Regions from separate parts of the Mus musculus genome. Here region 1 is linked to region 2. The links are chromatin contacts, called in public HiChIP or PLAC-seq maps. All regions are on one chromosome and are shown on one strand. Each heading gives the region's core, a stretch centred on a gene start, on an enhancer-like site or on the middle of the called end of the contact. The rest is flanking DNA. Distances are from core to core; before and after follow the strand shown.

Region 1 (4,447 bases), core at 607-3,106, 750 kb before region 2:
TCCAACCCTGGATGGTTGCAGGTAACAGTGAGTCTAACTTAGACTTCCAAGAGGTTAAGAAAATTAGGTTCTTCCTCTCTTGAACACATAGGGCTCTCAGAATAGGAGTAGCTAAATCCTCCTTCCTTCCAGAGGAAGATTTCCTTTCAGCTCCTTTAAAATTCAAGGTAAGGGAGGTTTGGGGGAGTTGCAAAGCTGACGAACTCAGGTGCTAAAGGATCCAGTACTAACCTTAGCCATTAAAGACTGAGATAAAGACTGTAAGAGCCACAAGCTGAAAACAGAGCCCACCCCAGGTGGCCCCTCATAACTCACCATCCTTAGCATGCTAAAAATGTTCATTGCCAATAAATTTAAATGTAGAACACACCTCAGAGGTTCAATCGGAAGCAAGTGTTAGAGAGTGGACTGACAAAATGTGACCATGAACCTCTTCCTTGTTATGGGTCAGTTTATGCGGTACCCATCGGAGACTCTCTCCATCAGGGTATTCCCAAACGCCTCCCCAGGGTTTGGCTGCAACTTTTCGAGGTGCTCCCTGCTCAGAACAATTCACTAATCCTAACTGTAAACCTTTATTACCATGATCTCCTTCTTCTCCGTCCGCACTCCTCCTCTCTGCTCAGGTTGGGGGAGGGACGATTTGTTTTTCTTCCGTTCCTGGTTATTTATAAGATATCTACTCTAGATTAGTCCTGCTTGAATGACACTCTAAATGGCTCCATTCCCCAGCACTACTCTGCTTCTGAAGGGAGCCTGACAACCCCTACTTAGAGTGTCTTTCATAGAGCACAATGAAGTGTGAACTGCTACGAAATGCTTGTGTTTCAAAACAAACCATCTCAATAATAAGCACTTAAAACACTTTTCATTAATATATTTCTTTGTGGATAAAACAAAAGCTTCATGCAGCAACGTGGCCTTTGACAATTTTTTTTTAAAAAAAAAATAAACACTATTTCAATTTTTAGCTAGACAGAAATAATAAAAATGTGAGCGGGGCTGGTTTGAAATTTTACCCACACACCATCAACGCTGGCTCAAACGGTGCTGTCTCCATCCAAAATATTAAAGCTCAATAAAAATGCAAAGGCAGAAGCATGAATTAGTAAATACAGAAGCCCAGCCTTTCCCTCTCAGCTATTAGCAAATACCTGTGGTTTAGGGAGACACAGTCCTGTGTAATCCTTATCTGAATTCGCAATTAAGACTTCAGAGCCACAGATATCTCCGCAGCTTGGTGCAGCGTTCTGCTCTCTTAATTTTAAATGACTGGCCCCAAATCAAATCAGGCTTCAAATGCATTAAAAAGTACATGTCTAATGTCTAATTGAACTAATAGACAGCATTCTTTACCGCAGATAATGCTTACTGCCCACTATAGCAGTCAGGACTTGGAGACATGCACAAAAGCACAGCATTTCAAAAAATGAATACAGGAAGACAGAAGAAGAAAACGGGGTGGGGGGAGCCTCCTTGGATAACTGTTTATGAACCCATGGTGGTTCAATCCTCAATGTAAATTTAAAACAAGCAAACTTATAATGGTTCGTGGCTACAAGCCTCGTCTCTCGGTCTAAATGGGCTCTGAATTAGATTCCCATTCATCCCTGTTAATTGCCACCTCCACTAGAGCTCTGTGAAGGCCTCTAAACAGAGCACTTCTGAGTGTTCTTTCTCCATCTCTCGTGGGCTTCTCTCAGTTTATCACAAATGAACAATCATGTTGGAAGGGCCTCCGTCTGTTTAATGTCATTAGCGATTGTTTCATAAAACAAACAGCCCCTGCACCATTCGGCAGCCGTTAATCTTACATCTAAATGTGGTGGCACTCAGGGTGCGCCTTAGACCAGCTTGTTCTCACCGTTGCGGGCCTCTTAATCTATTGCAAGTCAAGGCGCTTATCTCTGCTCTGTTCAGAGCAGGGATTTCTTTCTCCAAATACTAAACCGAATGCAGTTAACATTGTGTGTCCAGAATGGCTTTTATTTTTAACCCCTGGGCAATCTCTTTTATTTTTTTTTTAAGTGATTCAAAGCTCTACAGTATGTCATTTATTGGCTGTACTATTTTACAAATATTTCCTCAATAGTGACCAAGTCAAGTTCTTTCACAGGTTGGCGCCAGCAAGGCAGCCTAATCAGTGAGTTTGGGAATCCCGTCGGATAAATGGCTTAGATGGAAAACAGAAACACAGTTACCGACCAGGCAATGATGGGTGCCTGAAAGGTCAATGACTTCAGGGGGATAAAGTCCACTGCAGAGCTGACCTATCCCTCACATGCTGTGCTTGACAGCCAGAGTTTCAGTAATTATATTATTAGTTATATTTATTTTGTCATGTATTATTCTAAGCCTTCATAGAATGTTAATTTTTTTCTACAAATCAGACAAATAACCACTTAAATGATAATATTTTTATCCCCATTTCCAGATAAAGTGAAAAAGGCTTAGAGAGGTGAAGAAACCTTCTTGGAGTTACCCTACCAGCCCAAGGTTGACCCACTATTTAAAACAAAATCTAACTATCATCAAAGACATGCATTCGGGGCTGGGGAGATGGCTCAGTGGTTAAGAGCACTGACTACTCTTCCAGAGGTCCTGAGTTCAATTCCCAGCAACCACATGGTCTTTCACAACCATCAGTAATGGGATCTAATGCCCTCTTCTGGTGTATCTGAAGAAATCAACAGTGTACTCACATACATAAAATAAATAAAATTTTTTAAAAATTCATTTGTCAGAGTACCTTTTAGGATTTGTTATCCTACTAAGATCAAAAGCTACTATTCTAACAACCACATATCCTGGAATTTCCAGGAAATTCTTGTTAAGACTCTCTCTACCTCTCTCAGATAACATACACCACGCTCTTAGCAAGCATTACAAGAGGGGTCATAGGCTAGAGTTCTGAGGCAAAAAGCTATATTTTGCTGCTCAGACCCGAGGGTCATTAGGGTCATTTCCCAGTTAGAACCGGTAAACCTCTCAATTTTCCCACCAGAGGTTAATGGAAAAGGGAATGGTAAGGCCAACTTCTTGAGTGGTTTCCATGGGTGTGGGGGTGGGGGTGGGGGAGAGACCTTTGTGTGTAAGCTACAGCACTGTTCCCCACCAGACCCCCTCAGTACCTCTACCTGACAACTGTTCTTCTGCTGATGTTGTCTTCCATATTTGTAGCCCCATAATACCTAAGAAGCAATACCACAACGCAGTACCCCAAGTATCAAGCCCATTACACTGGGTGGAATAACCAGTCAGTCAGCTGATCAACTGACTATTTATTGAGTGGTATTTATGTTCTGATGATGAGGCTAGGTATCAAATAAAAAGTAGCTCCTGTAGTAATGTGACCACTCTCCATTGCTGACGTAGTTGGTTAGAATCACGAAGGGATACCTCCTTCATTTCCCTCTCCTTTTTTTCCCCAGAGAAATGTTCAGCTGGTCAGAGGGGACAGGCACCTTTACTTCTTAGCATATCTTAGTTCTCTGAGTGAAGGATGTCACCCCGTCATCCCATCTGTCTATTTCTTAATCAACATACATTCAGTCTCCAGATCAAATGTGACATTTCCAGGATAATAACACCATATGCATCTGGAGTTTTTCCAGTTTACAGACTATGTGTATACATGTCCCGTCAATTTGTAAGCACTATAAAACCTGGCTGTCTCCCTAGCAAGAAGAACAGTGTCTTGTGTAGATATGGGGTATTGCCTGAAATGGTGGAGGGATGGATAGATGGACAAATAGATCGAAACCTAGATTACCTTATACTCATAGCCAGTCAAAAACACAAACATATTCTATTTTACCAAAATAAAATATACACATTGATATATGTAAAAATTCTCAAGTATGAAATTAGCTGAGCTTCATGGCCTATAATTTTTGCTCTCCCATCAGTAAGACTGAGGAGATAAGCACATTTTGGGTGAATTTAAAAGCATCCGACAACAGGTAAAGCTGGACTTATTTCAATAGAAGGAGCAGAAGATACGTAGACTCTTAACACCCTGCAGGTTTGACCAGGCAAATTGATATTTTTGTCAAGACACAGACTCAAAACAGTCCTAGGCCCCACCAGTGGGACAGGGCTCTGTGTAGCATTTTGAGGCAGTCAGAGATGATTAACACATTATACTTTTAAGAGTGTATGAGCCAGGAGACAGAGAGCAAGGAATAACTATTAGACACATAGCAATTCCTTCGAAGGGTTTCCGGGATCTGTTGAGTCTCCTTCAGCGATACAGCTCAATAAACAGCCTCAGGACCATTAATTCCCTACCCAAGTCTACCACAAGCCATTGCCAGGAAGGAACATTAAGGTCCAGGAGAGAAAGAACAGGTCTGGAAAGAGTTTGCCCTGAGCCTGGCTTCCTAGTACACCCATGTCCTGAGATTGACTCCCTAATATAACCACCATGCCAATGTAACAACTCTTC
Region 2 (4,528 bases), core at 428-2,927:
CTCCAGTTTAGAGTAATAGCGCGTCAAGTAATAGCCAGTAATACACAGCGCTATCTATGCATGATAGGAGACAGAAAGCACAATGAAGAATAAATGGGGTCACCGGTTGGTTTGTGTGTTTATGTCAACTAGCACACAAATGACTTCCTTTCTATTAGGACCAGACCAATCTACTGAACACTTCCGTTCCTTACCAGGCTCTGAACATTGAAGCATTAAGTACACTTTAGAGGAAACACCAGGATGTAGGGAAGTTCCTTTATCTTGTTTTCTGTGGTGGTTCCTACCACATGTACAACTGCCAAAGCTAAGAAAAACTAGTGCATTGTGACCTGCGTCTCTTGTTCCAAGCTGAGTGCAACAATTACAATTGCTCATTTAAAAAGCTTCTCCTGGGCTGGTGAGATGGCTCAGTGGGTTAGAGCACCCGACTGCTCTTCCGAAGGTCCAGAGTTCAAATCCCAGCAACCACATGGTGGCTCACAACCATCCGTAACAAGATCTGACTCCCTCTTCTGGTATCCCTGAAGACAGCTACAATGTACTTACATATAATAAATAAATAAATCTTTAAAAAAATAAAAATAAAAATAAAAAAAAAAAATAAAAAGCTTCTCCTAGTATTCTAACTGAAAATCGTGAGAACTTAAAAGCTACAAGAAAAACAACACTGGTTAGAAATGGTCTCTAGAGAGGAACCAAATAAGCCATCTGACCTAAGATATTCTTTTAACTTTTCAGTTATCGGTGATGCTAAACAATCAGACATCACAGCCCACTGGCAGGAACTTTAAAAATCACAGTTCTTGACTTACTGGTCAGATTTTTATGTTTCAAGATGGACCGCAAGACATCTACTTTCTTGTTACACTAACGTTTCTCTGAAAAGCGTTGGAACAAACGGGGGGTGGGGGTGGGGGTGGAGGTTGGGCGACCAGGGTTTTCAACTAGAAAATCCAAAACTGAGCTATCATCTCTGGTACTCAGGGGCACAGGACAACTTTGCCTCTTAAATTTTCTGTACCTGCGAGTCTCCTACAGCAGGGATGTCATTAAAGATCAAGTGTGATTTGCGAAAGCAGTTTGGAAACTTACAGCAGTGGACCAGGGTACCCTAAAGACAAATTCCAACCTGGGGCTACTGGAAAACGCCCCTTTCCCATAAACTAGGACAGAGCCTCCAGGGCGGTGGAAAACTTCTAGGCTTTACACGAACCGAGCTGCGCAGGGAGTACAAGAGCCTGGTGTCTCTGCTACTAAGAAACTTCTGGGACTGGGAATTTCTGTGATCTTGTCAACCACGGAATCTAGTACAATGTGGCCGGTTTGGCAGGGACAACGGGAACGCGGCCTGAAGAAACTTGGTGCACGGCCGTCTCTGACCCGGAGCCCCGCGAGCTGCTCGCCGGCTCGCTCGCCCCGTTCCCAACCGCCCGCCGGGCTCACCAGCTCTTCCCGGCGGCGGTTCCGATCGCTGGGCGCCCGTCGGCCCCAAACATCAACGACACCCGGGAGCGCGGCCTCGAGGCTCAGGCCCGAGGACCGACTCCAACTCCCGCAGCCCCGGCCAATTCCACACAGGACTTCAGCATTTTGAGAGCAACTTCCGGAAGCCGGCTGGAGGCGGAAACCGGAAACCGGAAGCGACCATTCGCTCACCTTAGCCTACCCTGACCCTTCCCATCAGCAGCTCGAAATTCCAGGAGAAAGGGGCGAGTCGACTCAAGTCTGGTCTCACGTGTACAAATCCGATTTCTCTGTCCAGTTGCTTGAAACTGAAACAGAGTGAAAGGAAAGGCCGATAAGTCGGAAGTGACCTTGGTTCAGCCCAGTTGCCATGGAGACTAATAGTAACAATTTTGGTGAACTCCAGGAGTTGAAGGACATGGCTACTTTAGCCAAGCTGCTGGCGCGGGCACCCTTTCTAGAAAGTCAGTACTACTTTAGGAACCGGTGAGTAGTGAAGAGAGGGGTCTCAGAAGATGTTTACTGTTAACAAATTACTTAATTCAGGAAATAATTCTAAATTCTTCTTCTCCCCATGGGGATTCAAACATGATCAGAAGTTTATATATATATATATATATAATCAATCACAAGTGGATTATATATACATTGACAAGTCATTAATAAGTTAATATTCTCTAAGGAAGATCCCAGAATAGAGAATTATTAAGGGCCGCCCTAAATGAAGTAAACCCCGACTGGGGAAACAGGCAGGAGGATGACTGTGAGTCCAGTCCAGCCTGGGCAACACAGAAAATTCAAGGCTGCCCTGGGCAACATTTGGGAGTCTTCCTCAAAATACTGTTTTGTTTTGTGGGGCTTTTTTTTTTTCGACATTTTAAAATAATCACTGAGAAATTTGGTTTGGTGAAACCTATTTTATACAATGTAGGTCTAGTGGCCTAATTAACGTTAACCAGGCTTACCCAGGTAGTTCCATGAATTCAGAATATCAATGTCCAAATGGGAATTTGAGCTTCACTTAATCTCACAAACATCACAGAATTCAATTCATCTGTGATTCATTTGTCCAAGTGAAGTTTCTATACCATTGTGACAAGATAATTGGTACAGTAAATGGGCAAGAGCTAAGGCAGCATTCTCACCCCCCACACCTAAACTTCCTCTCCATGAAAAGGGGACATTGAAACTAGAAGCAATGGCCCAGTGGTTTTCAAAACTTAGAAGGAATCACAAAAAGTACATTACAAAAAGTGTGATAAATTATAGCAGACCAGCAGTGACCAAGTCAGTGTGAGAAAGTCCTGATAAGCTATTCTTATCCTAACATACATCTCAACTATAGTTTTGCTATTTCATCGTGAACCTCTAGCAACTACAGTGATAATTCAATCTTGTAACTTTTGTGAGAAACTATGGATTTTCTTGCTAGAAGTAGGCCAATGTTGCTTTTTTTCTTGCCTCTTAGTTTAACCATTATTTCAGCCTGTACTGTCTTGCTTCCTGAAATGGAATAGCTACAACAGTTATTTAGTGAATAATCACATTACCGAAGCTTCCAATTAATCATCTTTAAATAAGCATAGCCATTGCGCAATGGAATTCTTATACTTAACATTCAGAGATCATATAGTATTCATTTAGAGTTATGTGGCAGGCTCCTGCTTGTTCATGACCTCAGTGTGCAGTGGGGACAAGTTGACTCCTTCATGCTATTGTGGAGCAGACATTGAGAACGGAATTGTGATGCGCTCGCTCTAAGTCAAAACTGAGCTGCTGGTTTCCCTTCTGCTAGCTGGCATCCAGAGGGCCCGAATGTGTTAGGTGGGCTGTTAAAGGAAATAGGTCACTCAGGGATCACACTCAGCTATAGAGCCTGTGTATTTAAATACTGCACTACCTGGGAAGAAGTGTCCCGAGCAGCAGTAGTGGTATAGATATTCTGATCTATAGTGCTACCCACAACAGGACTGATGGCTGCTGGGGTGTGGTCCTCCGCATCAGCCTTCAGTGTAATCCCTTTACACTGTTCTGAATGTGGCCCCATTATCTCCATCACTGGAAAAATTTGTTTCTGACTCATAACAGTTCCTAGAGTGATCTTAATTTAGTAAGTTGATGTGCCTTCAATTTGAACAATCATTGAAGTTCTAATAACATAAATTAATAGCAACTCACTTGTTAATTTGTTTCTTTGACTCTTAACTGTTTCTTGAATTTACTATTAAACCTTTACTTAATTTTATTTTAAAAATTCCTGAATTTTCTTTTATACTTTTACTTAATTTTGATGAAAAAATAATTTTCCCCTAGTAGACAGTGATGTTTTGTATAGAGGTAGAGACGCAGTTCAAATACTTTGTGTTACTTTAACTTTAGTGATAAACTCTTACATGTTTGCTCTAAACTGAACGCTCTAACTGTAAGCTTCATCATCTGTAAATGAAAAACGACAAAGCCTAGAGGTTTATTGGGAAGGGTAAATGATCAGGGTAACAACATTCAGTTGCATAATTATGACAAGAATTCACAGAAAAGTGAAGGATAAAGTACGTACCATCAAACCAGTACATTTTTAAAAGGTGGTTAGTAACTTCACTATATACTGCTGGTTATTGCTTTTCTTTGTAAATTTTAAATTTTCATTTATAAATTTGTCAAAAATCGTTATTGATTCATTTATAGTCTAGATACATATTTATGAAATACATGATTATAAATGTTCAACCCAACCATTTATATAGTTTAATGAGGTGCCTATGTAAAATTTATTCAGATAAAATGATTCAATATTTGCTCTAAACATTATCTTTTGAAAGTTGCTTTTTAGTAATTAATAACAAGGAATATATTTCTAAAGCTAAGTCAGTATCAGACATATTTATAACATAAAAGAGATGGCTCAGTTTCAAAAGCAAATTAATCCTATCTATTCCTGGTGTCCTAAAAGAGAAATTTCAACTTGCCTATCTCTACTCTGCTAGTTCTTGAGGAAAAAAAAACCAAAAACTAAAACTGTAATTTTCACAGGATATGAAAAGGATACCCAGATGTCTTAGTT

What was found. HiChIP or PLAC-seq counts read pairs in DNA pulled down with a chosen protein or histone mark.
Region 1: an H3K4me3 HiChIP or PLAC-seq map of embryonic basal ganglia shows a contact between it and region 2, with 5 times the contacts expected there. The contact joins the enhancer-like site here to the promoter of Spata17 in region 2. A contact is called at or near these places in 4 of 39 promoter capture datasets (the 3T3-L1 cell line, cranial neural crest and hippocampal neurons), 1 of 484 Hi-C or Micro-C datasets (Sertoli cells) and 2 of 115 datasets of contacts at active chromatin or transcription factors (embryonic basal ganglia and extraembryonic endoderm stem cells).

The regions. Positions count from the first base shown.
Region 1 is chr1:187,962,425-187,966,871 of GRCm38.p6, reverse strand. It overlaps a transcript of Esrrg not described here. Among named protein-coding and RNA genes, the nearest start is that of Esrrg, 33 kb to the left of the region's middle. Within about 2 kb of position 1,856, at least 11 of the 459 cell types and tissues checked have an H3K27ac peak or open chromatin away from gene starts, as enhancers often do. A contact at or near this core is called in embryonic basal ganglia, where this site is marked.
Region 2 is chr1:187,212,595-187,217,122 of GRCm38.p6, reverse strand. It overlaps Spata17 (spermatogenesis associated 17), which reads left to right and starts at 1,677. Exons shown (of 10, transcript NM_028848.3): 1 at 1,677-1,953. The coding sequence starts at 1,838. Gpatch2 (G patch domain containing 2) reads right to left here and starts at 1,612. Exons shown (of 10, transcript NM_026367.4): 1 at 1,447-1,612. The coding sequence starts at 1,499.